Regions from separate parts of the Sus scrofa genome. Here all the other regions are linked to region 2. The links are chromatin contacts, called in public Hi-C and HiChIP or PLAC-seq maps. All regions are on one chromosome and are shown on one strand. The core of a region is the stretch at or near the end of the contact, and the rest is flanking DNA. Distances in the headings are between cores, read along the strand shown. Region 1 has its middle 34 kb from the start of JUN. Region 2 overlaps LOC102165506 (a long non-coding RNA gene). Region 3 holds the start of JUN (Jun proto-oncogene, AP-1 transcription factor subunit). Region 4 overlaps FGGY (FGGY carbohydrate kinase domain-containing protein).

Evidence for each region. A called contact is a pair of places that touch in the nucleus more often than the background predicts. HiChIP or PLAC-seq counts read pairs in DNA pulled down with a chosen protein or histone mark.
Region 1: a contact with region 2 is called in an H3K27ac HiChIP or PLAC-seq map of alveolar macrophages. The contact joins two enhancer-like sites. A contact is called at or near these places in 2 of 47 Hi-C or Micro-C datasets (embryonic fibroblasts and fetal heart ventricle) and 2 of 2 datasets of contacts at active chromatin or transcription factors (alveolar macrophages and skeletal muscle).
Region 3: a contact with region 2 is called in a Hi-C map of embryonic fibroblasts, with 2.2 times the contacts expected there. The contact joins the promoter of JUN here to the enhancer-like site in region 2. A contact is called at or near these places in 1 of 5 promoter capture datasets (liver), 4 of 47 Hi-C or Micro-C datasets (embryonic fibroblasts, fetal skeletal muscle, heart right ventricle and 1 more) and 2 of 2 datasets of contacts at active chromatin or transcription factors (alveolar macrophages and skeletal muscle).
Region 4: a contact with region 2 is called in an H3K27ac HiChIP or PLAC-seq map of alveolar macrophages. The contact joins two enhancer-like sites. A contact is called at or near these places in 2 of 47 Hi-C or Micro-C datasets (embryonic fibroblasts and retroperitoneal adipose tissue) and 2 of 2 datasets of contacts at active chromatin or transcription factors (alveolar macrophages and skeletal muscle).

What each region holds. Positions count from the first base shown.
Region 1 is chr6:153,651,116-153,654,217 of Sscrofa11.1, forward strand. No RefSeq gene overlaps it. Among named protein-coding and RNA genes, the nearest start is that of JUN, 34 kb to the right of the region's middle. Within about 2 kb of position 1,591, at least 50 of the 83 cell types and tissues checked have an H3K27ac peak or open chromatin away from gene starts, as enhancers often do. A contact at or near this core is called in alveolar macrophages, where this site is marked.
Region 2 is chr6:153,321,299-153,324,141 of Sscrofa11.1, forward strand. The region is part of intron 3 of LOC102165506 (a long non-coding RNA gene); the gene reads left to right. Among named protein-coding and RNA genes, the nearest start is that of FGGY, 110 kb to the left of the region's middle. Within about 2 kb of position 1,568, at least 2 of the 83 cell types and tissues checked have an H3K27ac peak or open chromatin away from gene starts, as enhancers often do. A contact at or near this core is called in alveolar macrophages and embryonic fibroblasts, where this site is marked.
Region 3 is chr6:153,685,050-153,687,930 of Sscrofa11.1, forward strand. JUN (Jun proto-oncogene, AP-1 transcription factor subunit) reads left to right here and starts at 1,376. Exons shown (of 1, transcript NM_213880.1): 1 at 1,376-2,586. The coding sequence starts at 1,554. The coding sequence ends at 2,561.
Region 4 is chr6:152,815,759-152,818,458 of Sscrofa11.1, forward strand. All of the region lies in intron 14 of FGGY (FGGY carbohydrate kinase domain-containing protein), which reads right to left. Among named protein-coding and RNA genes, the nearest start is that of HOOK1, 110 kb to the left of the region's middle. Within about 2 kb of position 1,308, at least 19 of the 83 cell types and tissues checked have an H3K27ac peak or open chromatin away from gene starts, as enhancers often do. A contact at or near this core is called in alveolar macrophages and embryonic fibroblasts, where this site is marked.

The DNA of each region.
Region 1 (3,102 bases), core at 341-2,840, 330 kb after region 2:
CATCTGGCCAGGTCATCAGTTCTGAATTGGCCTGAGATTCCCACTCAGGCCTGCTAACGGTAATAGCAAAAGAGCATTTAATAAGTTTTTTAAATATTCTAGGCCTTTATGGATAGGCACACATTTACTTCTCACAGCAATTATATGAGGTAAGAGTCACTAACCTCCATTTGACAGATACAGAAACTGAGAGTGAGAGAGCTTAAGCAACAAATATTAGGGTCAGATTTAAAGCCAAACCTAAGAACTCCAAGGTCCCCCCACGCGCAAGGAGAGGGCAGCCAGTCCCACGGGTCTGGGCAGGCTGGCCAGAGGTCCCAGTGCATCTTCCTTGCCCGAGCCTAGACGAGTGGGTTTGGGCGGGGTCTCCCTTGTCGCAGACGCAGACGGGTCCAGCAGGTGGGACAGGAGCAGGGCTGTGGTTTGCTGTGCTGGCAGCTTGCACCGAGTGAGGGGCAGAACCTTCAAGAGTCGCTGGCACCTGACTCCTCCCGCCTGCTCGCCCAGCGGGAATCCGGGCTGTGGCTCCGCCTGCGCCTGGGCTCTGGACCAGCCGCCCTCCCGCGCGTCCCTTTTGCTTTTACCCCAGCCGCGCTGATTCCCTGCAATTACTCAGAATCGCGCCCACTTGGTTGGCTTGGTGACAAAATCAGCAGTGGCTGTCGGAGGACACCTATTTACAAACAGGACCCCCCGCCCTCAGCAGAAAGCACCCCAGGCCGAAAGCCTGGGTGTCTTGGTTCTCCTCCCGCTTTGGCCCCGGGGAGAGTGGTTTCGGGCCTCAGTTTGCCCATCTGTGTAATTGACGTTAATGTTTCTGCACAGTCAAGCGAAAGATGTACGTTGTGAAAACAGCCTGAAATTTCTTTGAAGTTTCCTACTTTCAGCTACCACAATTCTGAAAGTTATATTCTTCTCCATCATTGTCAGTCTTAATTTTTTTTTAATTTAAAAAGGAGTGAAATTGTCACCCAGGAAATATAGTCTGTGATTTATCCTGTGGTTCTTGATCCCCTGTTTGAGACACCAGTGGAAGCTCTGGAAGGCCCTTTCAACTCCCTTTCATCTGTTAATCTGATTAGTTGTGGTTATTGTTTTATTCTTGCCCATTAAGACTTTTGCGATCTCACTGATGTCCAATAGGGTGGGGAAAAGGCTGGCTTTTGCAACCAGTTATGTTCGGTTAGAATTTCTCGGTCTGCCATTTTTTGCCTATGGGACCTCGTCTAAGCCATTTACACTTGCTAAACCTCAGTTTCTCGATTATAAACTGGGGAGAACACTCGCAGAGTTGCAGGGAGGATTAGGGATGATGTTTATCAAGGGCCTGCTGAGTGACCCATGAAGGACGGTGCTAACGGGTGGGAACTCGGACGGCTTAAGCCTGGATTTCTTCACCCTGCTCCTTCTGGTGCTCCCCCCACCCCCATCCCCCCAGCACCCGGCCGGGGCGTGGCCAGCTCCCAGCCTCCCCAGGCCCGCCTGCAGCGGATGGCATCGGTCCTGCCTCCCGCACTGGCGGCTCCGGGGGCGGGACCCGCGGCAACCTGCGGCGGAAGGCTGGGCTTTATTTACGCAAAAGCCGCGGGTGGAAGCTGGCCTTGTATGGACGAAATACTGGCTGGCCGGGAACGTCGCCTGGGGAGGCAGTAAGAACCAGCCCTCGCCCGATAGGAATCTGTGAATAAATACATAACCTAACTCAAAGAATGCGTTGAAATCCCCCCCACCCCAGCCCCAGGATCACGGAAACACGACCCAAGGGGGCCTTGGGAATCCTTCCACACGCCCCATCCTATCTGATAGTTTGACTGAGTGAGGCTCAAATGATTCTCGAGTTATTATCAAGCTAGGGAGCCTGCCACCCAGTTGCCGCCGTCCTAGGGTCGTCTGGGGAGCGACTTCGGGGCTGGGAGTGAGATCTGGGTCTGAAACAAAGAAGGGAAAGGGAACCCCCTTTATGGGCACCTACTCGTGTGCTAGGCATTGTTCCTATGTGATTTCATTGACTCCTCACACCAGGCTTTGAGAGAATTTATTCCCATTTTTCATCTAGCGAAACTCTGGATCCGATAGGTAGGCGAAGTCACTTGCCCTTGAACACAGAAGCCGGTAGATGGAACAGCTGGATTCAAATACAATTCTGTCCAGTGTTCTTTCTACCCAACAGTTCCGTGCCCCTCGGGGTGGGGGTGGGGGGCCGCAGGGGTAAAGCGCAAAAGAGGCGGTTGCGACCTCAGGACAGCCGCACAATGACCCAGCTACCCAGCTGTTTCTGGGCGCCGCCCCTTGCCGGGTTTTCCTTCCCCTACCCACAGGACGTCCAAAGCCTCTATCTTCCAGTTCCACCTGTCAGCTGATTCGCTGCCACCCCGCCCGCTCGCCTGATTTGGCAGCCGGAAGTCTCACGCCCGCCCGTGACCGCTGACCTAGAGCCTCTAGTCTTATCATTGCCAAAGCCAACGTCGCCCTGGAGGTCAGACAGGTGCGCCCAGGGCGCGCATTTCTCTGGCCTCCGCCCTAGTCACGGGGCTGCATCCGGTCCGGGAGCAACAGAAACTGGTCCAGCCGCCCCTTTCCCGGCAGGGCCCCGCCCACGCCCACCCCGCGGAGACCCAGAACAGGTTTCTTCACTTTCCCTGGCCCAGTTGCTGCCGGGGGCGAGGAAGGGAAGCTGGTTGCTCAATGTGGCTGCCTATTGTTCTGGTTCTCATGAGACTTGTGGACGAGCCATCAGTCAGGTAGATTCAACTCAAGCCACCCAGCATGCACAGTGACTTGTGCACCAAGCTATAGCCAACAAACCCTTAGGATTCATCATGTGACACTTAGACCCGTGCTCTGGGCACTGGCCAGCCAGCATCAGGTTCCAAGAAGGTGAGCAGAATGGGTCAATCACCCAGTCCTTTGGGTCCATCTAGCAGTGAGTGGGTGTGGGAGGCCATTGTCAGGAGTGGCTTGGGGGTGGTACACACTAACCTGTCATTGGCCCTCCATCAGTATGTGCCCAGTGACCCTCAGGGACTGTCCCAGAAGCCTCGGCTCCTTTGCTTTAGATCTCATGACCAAGAGGAAAGCTTGGGCAGAAAATCCCCACAAAGG
Region 2 (2,843 bases), core at 318-2,817:
AGGGAAGGAGGGAAGAGATTTAGCATTTCTTGAGCATCTGCTATTCACAGACATTCTCCATGAATTGGTTTGTCTAATCCTTACAGCAATAATAGAATGGAATGTACTATTAGTCTTAATAAATGGGCAAACTAGAATATAAGCTTTAAAGAGCAGGGAATATGTCTTTCTTGTTCACTCCTGTATCCTCAGCGGGCAGAATAGTGCTTGGCACATAGTAGGTGCCCAGTACCTATTTACCGGTGAGCAAGATGAAGTAATTTGTCAAAGTCAGAGATAATAAATTGCAGAGCCAGGACTTGAAATAAAATCTGTTGGACTCCAAAGCCCATGCTTTTCCTGAGCTGTCTCTTTTACTTTCTCCCTTAGGGGAACTAAGAGGCGGGAAAGAAGAAAGGAGCAAAGTCCCATTCTTTGAGAAACTTGTAAATTGCAAAGTATTAATCTAGACATAGTTATATATATATTATCTCATGTACTTTTCACAACCACCAAAAACAACTCTTTTCTTTTCTCTTCTTTTTAAACATTGAAGGAACTTGAGAAATAGAAAGCCTCAATGACTTTTTCAAGGGAAAATAATGAGTAGAAAAAACAAGGGCTCTGCCTCCAGTGCCAGACTTTCACCTCCATCCTCGGCTCTTCTCCTAGGATCACAGCTGCTTATAGAACAGGCCCTGAAGGAGGCTGGAAGTGGGCCAGGGATGTATCAGACCCATCACACAAGGAGGACAAGTAGAGTCCCTTTGGGTTTGCCACTGGATTTGGGTCAAAATGCCCAGCTCTGTGGTAACCTTTTATGACCAAAAGCACAAAGCCAGTAAGTTGAGGATGACTGGGTGCTCGGTGGCACTGTTGGGGCTTGCAACAAACCTGGCAGTTACCTGCCTCCTCACTCCTAGTTAAGCTCAATTAAAAAATGCCTTTGTCCCTTAAGACCTCATTAGTTTTTTTGTTTTTTTTTTTCTATTAGCTGAAGCCAAAATCATTTCTTTTTAGGAGTGAAGGAATCATACAGACCATGGCACTTACTGTCTGCTCTCTCACTAACAGGCATGTCTGTATGCTTCCAGAATTCTCAGCATCTGTATTTTTATTGGTGGGAGGTATCTGTTGGCTGAAAGTGTCAGAAAAGAGCTTGAGCTAGCTTCTGTGAATGAGGGGAAATTGTTACAGGAATAAAAGGCATCTCTTGGAACCCGAGTACAGGGATTTAGCTGAGCCTGGCAGTGGAATGGGACGAGGACCTCAAAAGCATTTGGGACTCTGTTTCTCTCTAAGGCCCTCTGCTCTTCTCTCTTCTCTTCTCTTCCCTTCCCCTTTCTCTTTCCCCCTCCCTGCTGCCTCCCTTCCCCTCCTCCTCCCCTCCCTCGTTTCTCCCCCTCCTCACTCTCCTCCCCCTCCCCTCCTCTACCTTTTTCTTCTTCCGCTTCTTCCTCACTTAGTATCTACAGTTATATGAAACTGATTCAATCACTAGAAAAGAGACTGAATCTCAGGGCCCACTTCACATTTCTTGGAGAGCAGATGTGATTAGTCACAGTTCAGTCTTGTGGCCAGTGCTGCAACAATCAACTCTGACCAGGAGGAAGGATCAGAGGGTATGGATTTGACTTCTGGCGCTGATCCCTGTGTACCATGTAAATGATGGAGCCAGAAAGTTCTGACAGTAAATGACTGGGGAGACAACCCAAAGCTGTCTGTTGTAAAGTCCCATCTCTCTCTTCCTGAGACATTAACTGCTGGTTTTAGTTACCATCAAGGCCAAATGGCAGCCCTGCCCCTATTGCAGTTTGGTCTTTTATTAACGTAATATTCAACAGGTTCTATTCCAGGCAGTGGGCTTAGAGCAGTGACCAAATCTGGTTAAGTCATTGCCCTCAGAGTCTTATCCTTTCCTCCTTCAATGGTGTAGCATTTCCCACATGGTTCCGGTAAGCTCTCCCTTCCTTTGCCCAAGCTTATTTGAGATGTGTTTTTGTTACTTCTAACCCAAAGGATCCTGACTAGTGCAGAAATAGGTACTGGGAGTAAAATGTTACAACTGACAGATCCCCTGATATAAAGCTGGCTGAGTCAGGATAGAGTAGAGAGTTCTCGGCTCTGCCTACAGAGGACTCAGCCCTACAAGGATGAGATACTAGTAATCCTTGTTAGTGGTAGAAAATCATTTGGTTAAAAGATTATCAGTTGTCTGCTAGAACTCAGAGCATTGCCCACAAAATAGGAACTTAAGGAACCTTGGAAATATGTCCAAGTTTTGCTGCATGTGCCTATTCTTCGAGTAAATTCTTGATTTTGGCCTGTCTAGTAGCAGATAGAGAATAGCAGGGCAGGTTTACACCTCTGTTCAAAGAATTTCTTTCCGCCTGTAGTTAGGAATTTGAACCTGTTGAATCAGATAAACAGGTGCCTTAAGAGTATGGTCTTAAAATTGGTGCATCAATTAGGACATTGGAAATTTGGGAGGATCCAAAGAATCTGGGAAGACTTCTGAGCAACTCTCCTGTGCATCCCTACTGTACATCCCAGGGAAGTTGGAAATGCACATTTGAATGGGTAATGAAGTTGAGACAGGAGCTACATGACAGAAAAAAGTGAGCCTCTCCTCACTACTCTAGCCCTATTATTCTTCAAACTTGCAGGCAGAGGCCAGTAAACTAAGATTTCAGGAGACAAGCAGAGTCCCCAAGATTGATATTAAGAAGCGGATGCTATGAAAGTGAGGCGCAAATTCAAAAATGAAATTTGGGCAAGGTTTCTGGTATTGGTATAGCAAATTGAGTCTCTCATGCAACCTCCCTCCTCTAACCCAGTGACGTCAATAGGCCTGGCTAAGGAAG
Region 3 (2,881 bases), core at 126-2,625, 360 kb after region 2:
AACAGAGCCACCTTAAGGGCGGTGCTCCCGCCCCCCGGAAATGCGGGGGGGGGCAGGGACCTGGGCGCTTAGCCCGCCCCCTCCCCCCCGCGCGGCGGCGAAGTGCCCGCAGATGACATCGACCCCCTCAGTGACACCCGCCCAGCCCACTCAGGCCGAGCCATCGGGCCCGGTTCCCCAGCCTTCCGGGTCCCCGCATCCCCTGCCTTCCCTGAACTTGAGCCCGCCTCCTTCAGAGGCTGCGAGCCGCCGCCGGAGTCCGCCCAGCTTGCGGCAGCCACCGTCACTAGACAGTCAAACCCCAAGACGTCAGCCCACAATGCACCGGGCGGGCCAGGAAAGACGCGCCGAGGAGGGGAGGGGGAAGAGAGAGGCGCTAGTCGCGAGGAGAGGAGGGAGGGGAGGCAAAAGAAGGGCCCAACTGTAGGAGGGCAGCGGAGCATTACCTCATCCCGTGAGCCTCCGCGGGTCCAGAGAAGAATCTTCTAGGGTGGGGTCTCCATGGCGACGGGTGGGCCCGCCCTCCTGAGAGCGACAAGAGCCAATGGGAAGGCCTTGGGGTGACATCATGGGCTATTTTTAGGGGTTTACTGGTAGCAGATAAGTGTTGAGCTCCGGCTGGATAAGGGCTCAGAGTTGCACTGAGTGTGGCTGAAGCAGCGAGGCGGGAGTGGAGGTTCGCCGATTCAGGCAGGCAGACAGGCACCGTCAGTCGGGGCGGACTGCAAATCTTATTTTCTTTTCCATTTTCTCTCCCACGACCCGGAGCTAACGCCTGTGGCTCCCGGGCTGGTGTTTTGGGGAGTGCCGGGAGATCCCCTTCTCCAGCCGCCCCCAGGCGGAGAGCCCCGCTGCGCGGGCGCTGCTGACAGCTCGGAGAGCGGCCACTGTCCGCACGGGGAAGTCCGGAGACCAGCTGCAGCGGCGAGAAGTTTCCCGGCAAGGAGGACAGGGGACAAGTGGCCGCCGGGTCCCGGAGCGAACTTTCGCAAAGCTTCTCTCCGCCCGAAGCTGCCGCAGAGGCGGTAAAGAAAAGGAGGCGGTGGAGTGAGGAGGACGTGCGCTCCGCTCCGCTCGCACCGGTTGCTGAACTTGGGCGAGCGCGACCCGCGGCTGCCGGGCGCCCCCTCCCCCTCGCAGCGGAGGAGGGGACAGTCGTCGGAGTCCGGGCGGCGGAGACCCGCCGCGGGCAGGCCACCGCGGGCTTTGCGCTGCCTGCCTCCGCCTGGAAGCGAGTTCGTCCGCGGGCTCCGAGGAACCGCTGCTCCCGAGAGCTCACCGTGAGTGACCGCGACTTTTTCAAAGCCGGGAAGCGCGCGCGAGCGGACGAGTAAGAGTGCGGGCGGCGTCTCAACCTTGCGATCCCCCGGAGCGAGCTGGTGAGGAGGGCGCAGGGGGGAGGCCAGCCGGCGGGGGCGCGCGCTCTTAGAGAAACTTTCCTCGCTCACGGCCCCGGGAAGCGCGGGTGTCCCCCGTTTGCCAGCGCGCTGTTGCGGCCCCGAAACTTCTGCGCGCAACCCAAACTCACCCCACGTGAAGTGACGGACTGTTCTATGACTGCAAAGATGGAAACGACCTTCTACGACGATGCCCTCAACGCCTCGTTCCTCCAGTCCGAGAGCGGTGCCTACGGCTACAGTAACCCCAAGATCCTGAAGCAGAGCATGACCCTGAACCTGGCTGACCCGGTGGGCAACCTGAAGCCGCACCTACGGGCCAAGAACTCCGACCTCCTCACCTCGCCCGACGTGGGGCTGCTCAAGCTGGCGTCGCCCGAACTCGAGCGCCTGATAATCCAGTCCAGTAACGGGCACATCACCACCACGCCGACCCCTACCCAGTTCCTATGCCCCAAGAACGTGACTGACGAGCAGGAGGGCTTCGCCGAGGGGTTCGTGCGCGCGCTGGCCGAACTGCACAGCCAGAACACTCTGCCCAGCGTCACGTCGGCGGCGCAGCCGGTCAGCGGGGCGGGCCTGGTGGCTCCGGCGGTAGCTTCAGTGGCGGGCGGCAGCGGCAGCGGCGGCTTCAGCGCCAGCCTACACAGCGAGCCGCCAGTCTACGCTAATCTCAGCAACTTCAACCCCGGCGCGCTGAGCAGCGGCGGCGGGGCGCCCTCCTACGGCGCGGCGGGCCTGGCCTTTCCCGCTCAGCCCCAGCAGCAGCAACAGCAACCACCGCAGCCGCCGCACCACCTGCCCCAGCAGATCCCCGTGCAGCACCCGCGGCTGCAGGCCCTGAAGGAGGAGCCGCAGACGGTGCCCGAGATGCCCGGGGAAACCCCGCCCCTGTCTCCCATCGACATGGAGTCGCAGGAGCGGATCAAGGCGGAGAGGAAGCGCATGAGGAACCGCATCGCTGCCTCCAAGTGCCGGAAAAGGAAGCTGGAGAGGATCGCCCGGCTGGAGGAAAAAGTGAAAACCTTGAAAGCGCAGAACTCGGAGCTGGCGTCCACCGCCAACATGCTCAGGGAACAGGTGGCCCAGCTTAAACAAAAAGTCATGAACCACGTTAACAGTGGGTGCCAACTCATGCTAACGCAGCAGTTGCAAACGTTTTGAGGCGAGACTGTTGGGGGCTGAGGGGCAATGGAGAAAAAAAAAAAAATAGCAGAGAGACAGACTTGAGAACTTGACAAGTTGCGAGAGAGAGGGAGAAAAAAAAAAGAAGTGTCGGAGGACTAAAGCCAAGGGTATCCAAGTTGGACTGGGTTGCGTCCTGACGGCGCCCCCAGTGTGCACGAGTGGGAAGGACTTGGCTCGCCCTCCCTCGGCGCGGAGCCAGGGAGCGGCAGCCCGCGGGCTGCCCCGCTTTGCGAACGGGCTGTCCCCGCGCAAACAGAACGTTAAGACTTTTCTTTAACACTGACCAAGAACTGCAT
Region 4 (2,700 bases), core at 58-2,557, 510 kb before region 2:
AAATCAAGTGCAAGTACAGGAGCCTAGGTGTGGTTGGTCCAAGGCCCATATACATGACTTCAGGCTGCAAGCTCCTAGCTAGTCCCCGACTGCCTCTCATTTGCCTATGACTGATCCATATGGTTTCAGAATTTCCCCGTAATTAATGGTGAAATTACCAGGAATGTCTGCATAAACACAGAGACCATCCTGCCAGCCTGGTGTGTTCTGGTCTAAAATGTTATTATTCTGAAAAACATAGCTTCAGGAAAAGAAATAGTTTATAGGGAAAGTCTCCAAGAAATCTTGAAGCCATAAAGAAAGAGATTCACAGATGTCAGTAAAGGAAAATTGAAAACTTCTGGATAAGACACTATAAGCAAAGGTAGATGATGAGGATCCTATTACAAGAAAAACTTCAATATATACGACAAAGGACTGAGGTACAGAGCACACGAAGAACTCCTCTAAATCTGCAAAAGAAAGACAAAAAACCCTATAGGAAAATGAAGAGAGGATCTTAATAGGCCATTGACAGATGACAGACCGAGGATATAAAGAAAATGTTCATTCTTACTAGCAACAGGGCAGAGGCAAAGGAAAAGAACATAAGCAGTCATTTTCTGCCCAAGACTTTGGCAAAAATGTTAAGCGACTGACAATACGCAGTGTTGGCAAAGGCAGAGGGGCACCGTTGGCAGAAATACAAACTGGGCTGGCCTTTATGGAGGGCATTTTGGCCATAGCTAAGACAATTTCAAGCGCACGAATCCTCCCAGAAGAAATTTTATTTTTTTGTATCTCTCCAAGAGAACTCTTCACACATGTATGTAAAGAACCATACCCAGGATGATCCTGGCATTGCCATATGCAAAACTAGATACCAAACACAGTCTAAATGTCAATCAATAGGACATAGGTTAAGTAACTTTTTATAAATGCAGACTCTGGAATTACCACCCACAGGTAATAGACATAGGGCGGCTCTATATGCACTGACATCCTCCCGACAGCTAATAAGTGAAAAAAAACCTTGTGGAGCAATTTGCACACTATGATCCTAGACGCTCCCATACATATGTCTGTGAATGCATTAACAAGGTGAAGAAGACATACAAAACAGACAGTAACGATTCCCTCTGGGATCAGGAGAGGCTTGTGCCTTTTGCCTTTTACTCTGAATTTCTATGTCGTCTGCGTTTTTACAGTGTAAGTGTATTTCTACCATTGTTCACTATCTAAAGAGAAGCGAGTCAGCCAAAGAGACAGAGACACTTGCCTTGTGTTCGGGGTTACATCCTGTTCGCGCAGGATTGAGAAATACTCTGACCCAGGGCCGCGTCTCCCTCCTCTGCGGATGGGAAGAAAGCAGCTCATTTGGAAACTGCCCTCCCCTCTTCTCTCCCTCTCATTTCTGAAGGGGCTCGTCTACCTGAACACATGTGGGTTTACACACAGTCCTCACCAGCATGTGCTGACTCAGAATAACCACTGCCTAGGTTAGTTCACCACCTGAGAACTTTTGAATCACTGAACAAAGAGATTCTTGTCACCTTGGTAAAACTCATACACAATCAAACCCCAAAACAAACTCCAACAGCAATAACAAATTGTCGGGTCTCCTGAGCAGAAGACTTGATTTAAACCATGGGGTCCAATGGGCACAGATTGGACGTACAGCTCCAAAAATAATGGCTCTGCTAGCCTAAAACATATCAGATGTTCCTTTAGCCTTAGCTCGCCCAAGACATAAACTATGTGTTCAGGGGAAAGCAAAGTCAAATGACTCATGACAGAGTTTGTTTTTAGTATGAATTATTTTTTCTGGCTCCTTGCTTTTAAAGACGGATCCTTTTCAGATGGGTAGAAGCAAGGACTGCTGGGAGCTGGGCTCTTGAGCCTAGCCCATTCCCACCCCCCACTTCTGAAAGCTGGAAGCGGATGCCCTGAGAAGGAGAGTTTATTTCCCATATGATCACTCCCACGATGCACTGCTGCTGCTTTTTTTTTTTTCCTTTCGAAACAAGTCAGGCAATGGCAGCCTGAGTGAGGTGGGTGAAAAACACTAGATCTGGAGCCTGAGAGACCTGAGTTCTGATTCCACTGCTACCATTTGTGAACTGCTTGCCACAGGGAATGTCACATGACTTCTCTGGTCTCTGGGCTGCAGTCTGAGAAGAATTCTGAGAAGAGTAAGCACCACTTTAGATTGTGGTGGGGACTCAATGAGGTAACCCAAGCAAAGTGTGTGCCTCACAGGAGACACTCAGTAAACAGCAGGGACAGGACTCCTCAAGGCAGACAGGGTTCTGTATACCTCAGCATCCCTAATGCTCATCTGAGAACGAGGCAGCAGGTATTTGAGGAAGGCAGGCAGCAATGCACTTGGTACTTATGATATGCCCGACACTGTTCTAATCGCTTTATATGGATTATCTCATTTATCTTTACAAATAACACAGGAGGTTATTTACTATCCACACTGAGACACAGAGAGATTAAGAACCCTGACCAAGGCCACACAGGTGGTCAATCGAGGGCCTGAGAGCTGAATGCTTGCGGGATGGCTTTAGAGCAGGAGGCGGGGAGGGAAGACAGCAGACCAGAGGCTCCCTGCATGGACTCCAAGGAAAGGCTACATCAGGAACAGTCCACCTCTCAGATCACTGTCGAAGAACAGACACAGGGGAAGGAGGCAGACAGCAGGAGTGTGGTCACTCG